Linked DNA regions of Rattus norvegicus: region 2 is linked to region 1. The links are chromatin contacts, called in public Hi-C maps. All regions are on one chromosome and are shown on one strand. Each heading gives the region's core, a stretch centred on a gene start, on an enhancer-like site or on the middle of the called end of the contact. The rest is flanking DNA. Distances are from core to core; before and after follow the strand shown. Region 1 has its middle 14 kb from the start of Klf13. Region 2 holds the start of Trpm1 (transient receptor potential cation channel, subfamily M, member 1).

Region 1 (6,387 bases), core at 1,238-3,737:
AGCCGGCCGCCCCCGTACAGGTGCCACCTGCCTGTACCCAGTCCAGGAGCAGGTGAGAGTTGGATCAGAAAGGGCAGTGAACGGAGCGCGCATTTCTAGAGAAAGCGCAGCCCCACAGCGCAGCCCCCTGCGGCCGGGCGCGCCCCCGCCGGCCGGATGGGCTGGGGCTCCCACAAAGAGCCGCGGGGTGGGGAGCGAGGACTGGGACCGCCCCCCGCGTCGGCCAGCGCCGCCGCTGGGTCGGGTTGCGACAAATTAAACCTTAGAGCCCTGGAAAAATTACAGGAAGAAGAGAGCGAAGAATGTGCCGAGTGGCTGAAGAGAGCCCTGTCCCCGCGTGAACTTCGCCCGCCCCGGCCAGCCCCTCCCTCGCCAGAGCGCGCCCAGAGGCCTGGGGAGGGGGTGGCGAGACTCCAGCAACGGGAGCACCTACGCCCCAAAAGGGAGCGCCGCCCGTCCCCCCACCCCAACCACCTCCAGCGCACCTGCCCGCGCCGCCCGCAGCCCGGATGACGACATCTACCCCCGCGGCCCCGCCCCAAGAGCCCAGGAGGGGGCGTGCCCGATGGGGGCGCGGTCGCCGAGAGGGCGCCGGCTCGAAGCGCCACGGCCAGCGTCACGCGAGGCCGGAGCGCCAGGGCAGGGGCGCGGCCGCGATCGCCCTCAGCTCCCCGCTCCCCGCCCCCGGCCCCGGCCCCCTCTTGCGCTGAGCCCCGAGCTCTGGGGGCGTGGCCGGTCCCAAGCAGTCCCTAGTCCCCGCGTTCGCGGCGTCCCGGCCGCCCCACTGACCTGTGTGAGTTCTCAGGTGCGCCTTGAGGTGCGAAGATTTCCCGTAAACTTTCTCGCAGCCCGCGTAGTGGCACTTGTGCTTCCTCTGCGGGGACTCGAGGTCCGCGCGGCTGCGGCCCCGCCGACCCCTTTGTCTGAGGCCAGGCTCGCCGCTCCCCGCGGGGCCCGGCTCTGGCTCCAATGCCGCCTCGGGCTCGCTCCACGCGGGGCTGGGGGGCGCGGCCGGCGCGCCTGCTTGTCCAGGGGAAGCGGGCTCTGGGCCGGGCGGCGGCGCAGGGGGCGCGGGCGGCAGGCGGCAGGGGGTCCTCGCCTTGCGCGCAGCAGCCCCTTCTCTGCGTTCCGCGGGGGCGGGGGCCGGCGCCTGCTGGTTGAGGTCCGCTAGGATCCGAGCTACCACGAAAAGAGAGGCGCTGTCCTTGCCGTCGCGGCGCTCGTCAACGCGGGGCAGTGTGGGGGCGGCGGCGGCCGCGCCCTCGGGCCGGGGTTCAGGTCCTTCCCGCGGCTCGTGCACGACTGCGCGGCTGGACATGGACACGAGGCACTCGGCGGCAAAGTGGTCCACATAGGCGGCGGCTGCCATGCTGCGGGCTCGGGCGCGCGGTGCTCTCGCAGGAGTCGTCAGCGGCGCATCCGCACCCACGGCCTCCGGAGAGCGGCGGGGGGCGGGGGCGCGGCGCGCCCTCTTCTCCGGCTGGGCTGGGCTAGGCTGGGCGCGTAGCCGCTTCTGCCGTCACCCGCGCGGCTCCGCGTCCTCCTGGCCGGGCACTGGAGGGTGAGCGCATGGGGGGCTCCAGTGAGGTGGGTCCGCGTGCGGCGTCAGAACCGGCCTGTCCTAGGGACGTCGAGCGGCGGCGACGTTAGGCACGACCCCTGCAAGTTGCGGTCGCAGTTCCACCGTGCATTGTGGCAGGCGGGACAGCCTCCGTGCGCGCCGCGGCTCGGTGTGGGCGGACCGGCCCCGGGGGTGGGCGGGGCCGGGGCCACATCTGGACCCGACGTCAGCCCCCAGCCACATCCTGGCGGCGCAGGTTACAGGCGGCAGCGGCCGCAGGGAGCAGCGCGCACGAAGGGGGCGGGGAGCCTGGAGCGCGCACCGTCCCTCCGGTGCGGTCGCGCGCCCGCGTCTTAAGGGGCGTGGCCAGTGGCAGACGCGAACTCCATTGGCTCTAGAGTACTTTATCCGGCCAATCCGGACCTCTAGAGGGCCCTACTGGCCGCGGGACCTGCGCGCGCCAGTGGGCGTGTCCCCTGGGCCTGCAAGAGGAGGGGCGGAAATCGGAGCCGGGCGCGGGGCGCGCAGACGCATGACGTCCGAGGGTGGCGGGCCGCTGTGTAGCGGCGCAGGGCTAGGGCGCGTGCCTCCCGCAGCGGGAACCTCGCCGGGCCTTTCCATGCCAGAGCTTTTGTGAGCAGGCAGCAGTGGGTGGCACGAGGATGGCAACGCTGGGGAGGGCACCCTGTGGTCGCTCGGCCGGCTGGGAGTGCGGGCAAGGTGGCGTATCTGTCCCGGCCGGACCTAGGCGGCTGACCTCGCCTTTGGGCGGCACATTTCCGAACCTCACCCCACCGCAGCGGAGTTCTCGGGTGGCCGGGCTTGCATTGCAGTCTCCAGCCACCTCCTCACCCTGCTCCTACTGAGCTCAGGTCCTCGATGCAACCTTGGCCGGAGCCATGTCACTACTGGGGCCGCCCCGCCCCCGCGCGGCCGCACTGCCCTTGAGCCTATGTTAACCTGGCTGATGCAGGACCCACCACTGCCAGTGCTGAGAGAGTGAGCTACGTGCTGGGGCTGCGGTCGCGGCTGTTCAGGGAACGCAGGGCCCCTTCCTCCCCCTTCCTGCCCCAGGCCTGCTGCCAACTTCTCCAGGCCGCCCCTCTCCCACCGCGGTCGTGGAGGCTTCAAACACCACCAGCTGCGAGGACCCCGCCCAGGGCGCCCCACCCATCCACTGTCTGGGCCTCTGAAGGAAATGCTCCGCTGCGCCCTGCCGGGGCCTTCCAACTAGGCCACCTTGCTCTAAAGTCTAGACACACATTCATGTTCTTTCTCTCTGAACACTAGGCCACCGTAAGAGAGACCATAGCTTCCTACTGCCTTTGAACCAATCTTAATACACTCAGGACTGGCCGCAACTGCCTCTGACCTGTGAGGATAGGATCAGCAGCCTCTGCTTTTCGTTGTGGATGATGCCTGGAAATAAGTCAGCCACTGGCAAGTCAGGGAAAGCGACTGCCGGTTGGTTGACCCCAGTGGGTTAAAGGGTCGGTCATCTTACTGGAGAAAATTAAGAACTATGGCTCTGATTTTTAAGTTCTTCAAATTAAATGGGAGCCTAAAATAGAAAAGACTTTGGTTCCTGATAATCGGAGAAACATCGATTTGGTATTTTCAGTTGGGAAACTTGTTAATGTTTGAACACCCCTAAGTGTGAGCACACACCCTGAATTTCCTCACTGATGTCTTGTGGAGAAGCTGGATCAAGGCTTTGTAGGAGGGTCTCAACTTGGCAGAAAATAGTCATCTTTGTTCCAGGCAGATTGTGTTGATGACATTTAAGAGACTGTGTCCTGACCGAGGGATGACTCAGAAGGCTCCTCCATTCCCACCACATGCCACAGACAGTCATTTCATTGGGAAAGAGCTGGCCCCTACACTGCCTTTCTGGCCATGTATTCCTTCATGTCCCTCTGCGGCCAGGGGGGATTCGACAGTCTTTTTGGTGGTGCCCTCCTGGGCTCTGCCTACACTAGGACAAAGTGGACCTTTTTGGGACATGCATATTCACTGGACCTCCTTATAGGCTTCTAGGGTAGCCTGAGTCAATGGACCCTTCTGACATGCCCCATCCAATCTTTCTTCCTGATGGTCTCCCAAAGGGTTTTCCCCATTTAGATGTTATATACAAGCAGCATTACCTTGAATGATTTCTCACCATTTCACTTACCAAGTATGTAATGATTGAGCTCTCAAAGTTAACCTTTCTTGTCCCAACCCCAGATGGAAATACCCTAGGGGTTCAGTTCTGTTCTGCAGTTAATATCTCATAGCTCTGGGTCCATGTTTCTGTGCTAAGAGAATCTTGACAACAATAGTATAGGTAAGAGTAAGGATGTTTCCCTTTAGCTGGAAAGAAGAGGAAAACCAGCACAAAACAGACCTGGCTGGACCAAAGTGGGAGCAAGTGAGCCATAAGGGGACTAATGATGGGTGAGGTTTGGAGTGAAGGTGGTAGTTGTTCCTTTTGGAGCCTCTAAAGCAACCTTGGCTATAAGATACAAATCTCAACTATAAGACAAGAATGCACATGGACAGGAGTAGGAGAAGAAGCAAGCAGACAGTGAAGCTGAAACATGCCCAAGAAAATGAAAGCCTGAAATAGGAAGGAAGGTTTCCCCACAAGGGTCACAAATGGTGACACTGGGTACCTCTGGACGTGGAAGGGAAAGGAACTTGAAATAAGAATGGTCCTAAATGATTGTGCTAGAGTCTGTTCTGAGATATTCAGGTGGGCTGCCGGCTCTGTGTAGCCTCACAGCTGCCCCCTCCTCTTCCTGAGGAGAGACTGTATCTATCTAAAGGAGGCAGAGATCAGTCTCCAAACAGTGGCAGACAGAGGCAGTGGCGCTCATGTGCCTGCTGACAGCTACAAGCCCCTTTCAGGGGTTCCATGGCACAAGAAGCCAGGAAGCCTAGAAGAGGCCTTTGGGCTGAGCAAGCCAAGCCACAGGGAATGATCAACACAGTCTGACATCCATAGCTGCTCACGTAGTGTCCGATTAGTATACATACTACACAGAATGCCACAGTGAAAGGTGCTACTTGATACAGCACTTCTGGTCCGTCTCAGGCCTTCCCAGGCAAGTAAGAGTGGGCAGCTGAGCTGATAGGAAACCTTGCATCAGGAAACACAAAGCCACAATAGGTTGGTTTTTGTTTGGTTTTGTTCTTGCTAAGTAAGTTGTAGGAAATAAGCCATGTAGAGAGAGAGGTAAACATCAACAAAACCACCAATAATATCAACAGGGAAATGTTAAAAAAAAAAAAAAAACAAACCACCATCTACAAAGGGAAAGTGCGCGTGAAGGCATATTTAGGAGTAAAAGAAAGAGTTCTTGAAGTATCAAAGCGAAGTAGCAATCATATAAATGACACAGTTTCATTGGAAAGACTGAGAGAGAACATTAACCAGAAAGAATCCACAAAAACACAGAATGGAAAGGGAAAAAGGAAAATTAAAGAATCAACCAGAAAGTGCTTTGGTCAGTTAATAGGAACCCTAACATGGTGGCTGGAGAAAAGTCACTGAAGAATGAGTCCAAGGGAAGTCTTGACAATCAGAGACTGTGCGTTTGAAAGGCCATGGAGAGTAAGGGCATGAGAGAAGGTTCCCATACTGTATCTTACCACCCTTGAATTTCTGAGTGTCAGGGAAGGTGGCCTGATGGTAACTGTAGTCCCTTGCAAACTGGAGCCAGAGCAGTGGGCTTCTCACAGCTGAAGCAGCTGCTAGGATCAAAGAAACAGTCTGAGGGAAGACTACCGTAGCTGTCACCTAGCTAAACAGTGAACCAAACATAAGCATCCATCGGTAGACATGGATACATTCTAGGAAATGTCTCCTTGGGCAGTTAGGGTGCTGTGGGCACTGCAGACTGTGCCCATGCAAGACTGAGAGCTGTGTGTTGGAAGAGACACAAAAAGCTTGACGTAATACTCTTCACCGTAGTTGGGATTCTTGTGGCCCGAAGGCAATGTGTTACCATTCGCACTATTGACTTATGGCAAAGCCAGAGATAGGGCCTAATGAAACATGTTCTTGGGGTATGATCTCGGGGAGAATAGAGACCCTAGACCTTTTACGTTTGTCCTTGCTCACTGCTGCCATTGGTCTGGGACTGAAATCTCTAAAACCATGAGCCAAAGTAACTTACTTCCTGCTTTAAAAAAACGTACGCACTATTTCACAACTATCCTTAAGTAGGAAGAATATACATTGGATTGTAAGAGTAACCAGTGTCAGATGTGCCTTGCTCTGCTTTTGGATGACTGGTAGCCCAGTAGGTTTGTTTTTACCAATACCTCATGTAAGTAATCCATTTCTCTGTGATCATCGACATACCGGGCATATTGGAGGTAATAGGAATCTATTCGGAATTCCCTTTAGGGGATCATGGTGGTGTGTGTTTTCTAAACTGACGGAGACTTTGTTACATAGCCCAACTGCATTTTTAGATGCAAGAGGTTCTTAAAAGTTCCCTTCCCTTAGTGGGGAAATGTATCATTTTCATGATAGGAGACACCTGAGCTCATGAGTCACCAAAATGAAGAAGGTAAGAAAAGGACCTTGTATAATCCAAGAAACAGGGTGCTGGACACAGGATAGAGGGGAGAGGAAGTTCCAGCCAAGAGCTGCCCTGATGCTTGCTGAAGAACCGAGAGTGGCAGATCCTCCATCAGTTAGAAGGGGCTGGCTGTGCTGCAGATCTTTGTTTCTGGCACACTGCACATCCATCATGAGGTGCACACTGCACATCCATCCTAAGGTGCCTGTCATCAGCAGGTGGATGGAGCAGCCTCTTTCTGCGGTGTGCTGGTTG
Region 2 (6,505 bases), core at 3,294-5,793, 170 kb after region 1:
CCGTCCATGTGTATGGGAAGGGCTCTTTATCTTCTGGTGTCCTTTTCAATTTCTTTCTTCAGTGTTGTATAGTTTTCATTGCATAGGTCTCCCGCTTTGAGGTTATTAGGAATGGGATTACTTCCCTGGTTGTTTTCTTAGTCTGTTTGTCTTTGGTATGTAGGGAAGCTCAGATTGTATTGACGTTGTAGCCTGCCACTTTGCTGAAAGTGTTTATCAGCTCTAGGTAGTGAATTCTTTAGGGTCTCTCCTGAATAGAATCATGCGGTCTGCAGTTGGGGATGCTTTGAGTCCTTCTTTTTCTGTTTGTATCCCTTTTATTTCTTTCTCCTGTCTTATTATTCTGGCTAGGACTCCAACCTGCCTATTGACCAGGAATGGTGTAATTGGACCTTCTCCACTGCTTTCTGATTTCAGTAGGAATGCTTCAAGTTTTTTCTCCATTTAACAAACTACAGGATTTCTCATAGTCCTAGGCTGCTGGGGGTTTTTATTTGTTCCTGTTTTAGTAAGGACTGATGGCTGTATGTTGTCAAACATGGAGCTTTTTGCTCTTTTTCTTGGTTTTGGCCCCCCTGGGATGGGCCATATGGCTTCAGCAACATCAAGATGATCACAGAGCACATTTGTGAATCTGTTAATGTGCTCAACCGTGTGAATGGATTTTCTTGCACTGAGGACCCCTTGCATTCTGGGAATGGGGTGGAGGCTGCCCATCATGTGGTGCCCTTGTTTTAGAATTCTGCTAGGCCCAGTTTGTGCCTGTAGTTGTAATGAGTTTTTACTTCTGTTATAGCTTCGCAGCAAATTGGCCAAAGGTGCCCTCTCCTGGTCAGGTTTTTAATGCTAGGAGTGTGCCAGCACTATCCGTCAAATACGCCAGGAAGGTCTCCATACTTTCCCATGTTCCAAAAATTAAAGAAATGGTAGAATTAAGCCATGCGAACCTAACAGACCCAGGGAAGGCCTCTAAGAGCTCCAGAGAAAAAGATAGAGGAGGGAAGGAGGGAAGGAAGGAGAGAGGGAGGGACGGAAAAAGGGAGGAGAAGGGAGAGGAAGGGGGAGGGAGAAGGGAGGGAGATTCACAGTGTAGCTTTACAACCATAGGACACACTGCTAGTGTCAAAGTGTCTAAGTATTGCTGAGAGAAGCAATGAGGCCCAAGAAACTCAGAGGAAGGTCAAGGAGCAAAGGCCAGAGCAGCACCTAAGAAGAGGGAGACAGGGACAGCGCCCTGGGGGCGGAAGAGGGATGGGCTAGTTTAGTCTAAGGGCCAAGGGCTTTTAAAAAGAAGTATATGTCCACACCTGCAAGCTTGAAATGCTAGTCCTTTTTAGTACCTATGGCATAGGTTGATGTTTAAGCTGTCTGGGAGACCACAGTTTGGAAGTGGCTAGGATAGGGTAAAGGTGGGGGATCAGGGCACATGACTATCTCAGCAACTCCTAGGCTTTACACATTCCTCACAGGGTACCAGCCACTGAAGGGAGAAGCCTGGAGGCAGACCAGCTGTGGGAAACAGATCAGCAAGAACTGGCCTGGCTTTGATCTGCACATGTGGGGTCTTAGCACAGAAGACGTGCAAGACATAAGGCCCAGAGCAGTGGTCAGGGCTGTGGGTGTCCTTGGGAATTATAATGGCTGAGGGCCAGAGAGAAGTCATTTAGATTTGAATCTAGAAGTGAGGAGAGCCCGGGGCTTAGAGAGAGCCTTAAAAGAGACAACAATCACAGATCAGATGCAAGAAGCTGGACCATTTAGTATGCTGAGGGTTTGCCGGTGACCAGGAGGAACACTAGGACCACATGCTCAGGAAGCATCGGCACAGCTCAAGTCTTCTGTGAGACCACAGGAGTTGGGACTGAATATGCCGCCATTACTTTCAGTAATGTGAAAGTTGGAGCACTCCCTATGCCTGCTCCCAACACAGCCTTCTTTGGGAATATCTTTTTTTTTCTTTTTGAGATAGACCATGTCCCTCTGTTATCTGAGCTAGCTTTCAACTCCTGAGTTCAAGATAATTTTCCTGCCTCAGTATCCTTTGTGCCGGGTACTGCCAGTCTGCACCTTATTGGAGGGACCTGATCCTTCCAGCTGCTCTGGCCTGACAGTGCCTTGTAGTTTCCTGTCATTTACCTTCTCCTTAGACTAGGCACCCAACACTTTAGCACATCCCTTTGGCTTTACTTACAAGCTCTCCCTGAAATCAGGCCACCACCCTTCAAGGCTGCAGGCTCCACTCTGTCCCAGAGGCTGTCGTTCCACTGAGCTGACTTGCAACTTGGGTTCTAGCTAGTCCAGTCCAGGGACTATCATGGACCCTTTAGATTGTAAGCCAGAATGAACAGAATCTCAGTTTTATTCATCTGTTCCTTCCTTCTGCACTCCTTTCCAGCTATTTCCAGATCTTTCTGGACTGTGCCAGGTACACCTTAAAGTCAAGGCCTTTGCTCTCATGCTGGTGTTTGCCTGAAAATCTTTCCCTAACCCTGACTTTCTGTAAGGTGTGATCCTATGCCCTCTGGCCCAGATTTTTAAAGGTCTTCTGAGACTTTCCTCGCTGGACGTAGGCAACCCCAGCCTGATCGCTGCGTTTTCCTTCCCTCTCCATCCGCACCATCCTCCCCCATGATGTGTTGCATTGCTTAAGGATAGTACATCTGACTCCACCCCGCTTCTCTTCTCGTGCTGGCTAGTTTTATGTCAACTAGAGTCCTTATCTGAAAGAAGGAAACCTCACTTGAGAAAATGACTCCATAAGATCTGGCTGTAAGGCATTTTCTCAATTAGTGACTGATGGGGAAAGGCTCAGCCCATTGTTGGTGGTGTCATCTCTGGGCTGGTGGTTGTGGATTCTATAAGAAAGAAGGCTGAGCCATCCATGAGGAGCAGGCCAGCAAGCAGCATCCCTCCATGGCCTCTGCATCAGCTCCTGCCTCCAGGGTACTGCCCTGCTTGAGCTCCTGTCCTGACTTCCTTCAGTGATAAACAGTGATATGGAAATGTAACTCAGATAAACCCTTTCCTGTCCAAATTCCTTTTTGGTCATGTTGTTTTATAGCAATAGAAACCCTAACTAAACTTTCCCTTATTAGGAAGGACCAGCTCCAGAAGAACAAGGACTGTCACCTGTTTGTCTCCATTGTGTCCCCAGTACCTGTTGAAATGAACGGTTGCAGGGAGTGCAGAGTAGAATGGGTTAGGGAGTGCACGGCCAACATTGCTTGGTAGGTATGTGCTGGAAAGATCATCTCCCCAGTCTTCTAAGTCAGACTTCCAAAGGCCATGGCTCTACCTTCTGAACCTTCACAGCCAAGCAGTTGTTTTGGGGCCAAAAGCCATATCCAAGAAAGTTGGACGTTGGGCTGCATGGCTGGCAAAGTAGCTTTTACTTACCTCCAACCTTGTCTGTCTGTACTGTGTGTTGATTATTTTCTATGCCAGTGGGGCTCCTTGTCTATGACTGCAAGCCTTTTTTTTTTCTCCTCTGCACATTAGCAGATACAAACACCAATGGAGTCATCTTGAGAGGGTGACATATGGGAGTGCTGGAATAGAGTGCTGGGAAGGCTGCTGGATCAATCTGCTGCGTACCACCACCCATCCCCTATCCCACACAGCAGCACAGCAGACCTGTGTCCTGTCCTAGCCTGCCATACCCCTGAAATACAATGACCTGATCCCCCACATAGAACACAGAATGGACCTGAAACGGGCATGGGATACACACAACAAGGTACACTGCTTTGTTCCCCAGTTCGTGGGAGAAGCACACCCAATGGCTTCTAGAAGGGAGTTTCCATCTACCCTTTCTAGGCCTGGAAACACACTCTACTTATATATGAACTCCCTGGCCTCTGTCTTTGCTAGTCAGATTTTGTCAGCTTGACACAAGTGTTATTTGGGAAGAGAAACCTCAGAGAATGCCTCGCTGGAATTGCCTGTAGGCAAGTCTGTAGGGAGTTTTCATGATTAATGATTGATGTGGGCAAACTCAGCCCACAGTAGTGTTTGTGGAGCCATACTTGGGGGAAGGTGGTCCTGGGGTGTATAAAAAAGCAGGATGAGAAAGCTGTGAGCAAACAAGCCATAAGCAGCGTTCCTCATGCCTTTTGCTTCAGTCCCTGCCTCCAGGTTCCTGCCTTGAGTACCTGCCCTCACTTCCCTCAGTGATGGAGTATGAGCTCGGAGTTGTAAACTGAAATAAACCATTTCTTTCCAGACCTGATTTTGGTCATGGTATTTTTTTCTGCACAATAGAGACATTAAGTAAGACACAGCTCAACAAGGGACCTTGGGCACCAGTGATGAAGGTTCACACAGTCACCTTTCTGGATCCCCAAATCCTCATCCTGTGCCCCCTCCTGCAGCCACCACTTTCTCAAAGTAGATTTTACTTCCAATTGCCATTTGCTAAATCTGTCTCTGAAAAACCATGCGGGGGGAGTGGGGATTAAGGCTGATTACAGATGTTACAGAAGCCATCTATCTAGTCTCTGAGCACTGGATGGGAGTCCAGACGGAGGGTGAGAAACGGTCCAGCTCCTTCTGAGCTGACTGAGCCACCAATATCACCCCCGAACTCTGAGCCCTGCTGTCCAGCCTGGTAAAGAGAACTCTCTTGCCTCAGCCTATTGGAGACTCCCATGCAGCAGGCTGGGCCTCACAGGGAATGCAGAAGCACCAATGGGGTCCATGAGGAAAATGAGCAGCTCCTTCAAGCGTGGTTCAATCAAGAGCTCCACATCAGGGTCCCAGAAGGTGAGTGAGCTTTGCTTGAGGCCCAAGGGCAAATGGACAGCAGGATCAAGGGACACGGGCCTCTATTCTGTTTGATTGCTGCTCCAATGGGCTCTTGTCTTCTAGGTGTGTGTGTGTGTGTGTGTGTGTGTGTGTGTGTGTGTGTGTGTGTGTGTATGTACTCTCTACTACACAAAGCTCCTTTCTTAGGAGGTGAACCTGCATTTCCTGCCTCTGTGTCCTGTGTCCGATGTCTCTGCTCTCTCCCTTTATCAGGATGCTGCACTGGTACCTGTGGCCAGTATCCTCATGGCTGTGAGCCATGGCATCCTTTGTCTACACCATGAAAGGTCTCTTATGTGGTTCACCTGCCCCCTGCTTTGTTCTGTTCACAGGTTTATAGAATTACTGGGGGTCTGGGGTACATGATGCTGCACTGTGTGCCTCAGCGATGTTCAGGGTGTGGAGTACACCACATGAATGGGGGCAGGGTTGCTTCTAGAAGATGTGAGGGTGGCCCTGAGTGATCCCTGCTCTGGGTCTGGGTTTCTGTGGTCTTCAAGCAGGCTGAGTGAAAGTCCCGCTCTGTAAATGTGTCTACTGTGTCAGGCTCACTTGTCTTCTGGACCTGCTCCATCCAAGGCGACAGAAAACTAGCTCAGGAATGGGTGGCCCTTGATATCTCGGGCTGCCAGAAGGGGTCTTTTGGACCCATGTTACCATGGTCCATACAACGGGAGACCTGATTAAGAAAATCAGACACAACCTGGGATCTTGTGGGCTATGTCCTTGGATAGAGACACACCAGGTACTTGGCTACACAGTATGTTTATTATATACAAAATAAGAGGAGGCTGGTCAGCTAACATGTTTATTATATACAGTATGGATGAGAAGGCTGGTCAGCTAATCTTGGTAGGTGGTCTGTATAGAGAAGCGGACTCAGGGGGGTCTGACTGTGTAGCCATTTGGGCTGAGAAAGTTCTGTATAGTTTGTACTTCTGTTTTTTAGCTAAAGGTCGCCCATTCACCAACCTCCATACTTGGACCAGGGAAAGGCCTTGCTATCCTATGAATCTGAGGCATTAGCGTCCTTGATGTGGCCAAGCTCATGGCACGATGGCTCATTCAACAAGTCTACACTCTCTTCCCACATTCGGTGTCCTGATAGTTATCAGCCACCCTCATGTAGAGGACGAGGAGGAGGTAGAGGCTCCTGATTTCCACAGGCTCTGGAATGGTGGGGGTGGTGCTAATCTTCTGTCCCTTCCAAGACACTGCTCCACAGAGGGTGAAGGAGACAGGAAGGAGAGGGTGTGAGCAGAAGGTGCACCCCTGCGGGAGCTCTTTCTGACATGCCAGCCAGTGCCCTGGTCAGTGTTGGGAACAGAAGCCAGGCCAGCAGTGTGAGCCAGGTGAGTGCCTCAGGGAAGGTATTCCTCAAGACGGACACTGAGTCATCATGGGAGCTGACCAGGCTGTGGCCTCACAGCACAGAAACAGCTGGACATGTATCCAGCCAGTTGTTTCCCAATGTCTGATGTCCCAGGAACCTGAAGACACACACAAAGAAAATAGGAAACGGTTTATTTTTGAAGGCTTTTTTTCAAGTTTCAAGAATAGAGAAGATCCATCCCCAGGGGCTCCTTGTGGGTGGTAGAAGGTACATCTTTCTGTTCTCCCGGGCGTGTGAGAGTCAGCAGTCTTTCTGCAGAGCCCACACACCCACGGTGTCTTGTAAATTAGCATTCACAAATCTACCGCC

Evidence for each region. A called contact is a pair of places that touch in the nucleus more often than the background predicts.
Region 2: a contact with region 1 is called in a Hi-C map of kidney, with 2.9 times the contacts expected there. The contact joins the promoter of Trpm1 here to the enhancer-like site in region 1. A contact is called at or near these places in 7 of 12 Hi-C or Micro-C datasets (the A7r5 cell line, the Rat2 cell line, Schwann cells and 4 more) and 1 of 1 datasets of contacts at active chromatin or transcription factors (oligodendrocytes).

Annotation. Positions count from the first base shown.
Region 1 is chr1:126,959,489-126,965,875 of GRCr8, forward strand. No RefSeq gene overlaps it. Among named protein-coding and RNA genes, the nearest start is that of Klf13, 14 kb to the left of the region's middle. Within about 2 kb of position 2,488, at least 55 of the 93 cell types and tissues checked have an H3K27ac peak or open chromatin away from gene starts, as enhancers often do. A contact at or near this core is called in the A7r5 cell line, Schwann cells and kidney, where this site is marked.
Region 2 is chr1:127,126,143-127,132,647 of GRCr8, forward strand. It overlaps Trpm1 (transient receptor potential cation channel, subfamily M, member 1), which reads left to right and starts at 4,544. Exons shown (of 27, transcript NM_001037733.1): 1 at 4,544-4,761. The coding sequence starts at 4,687.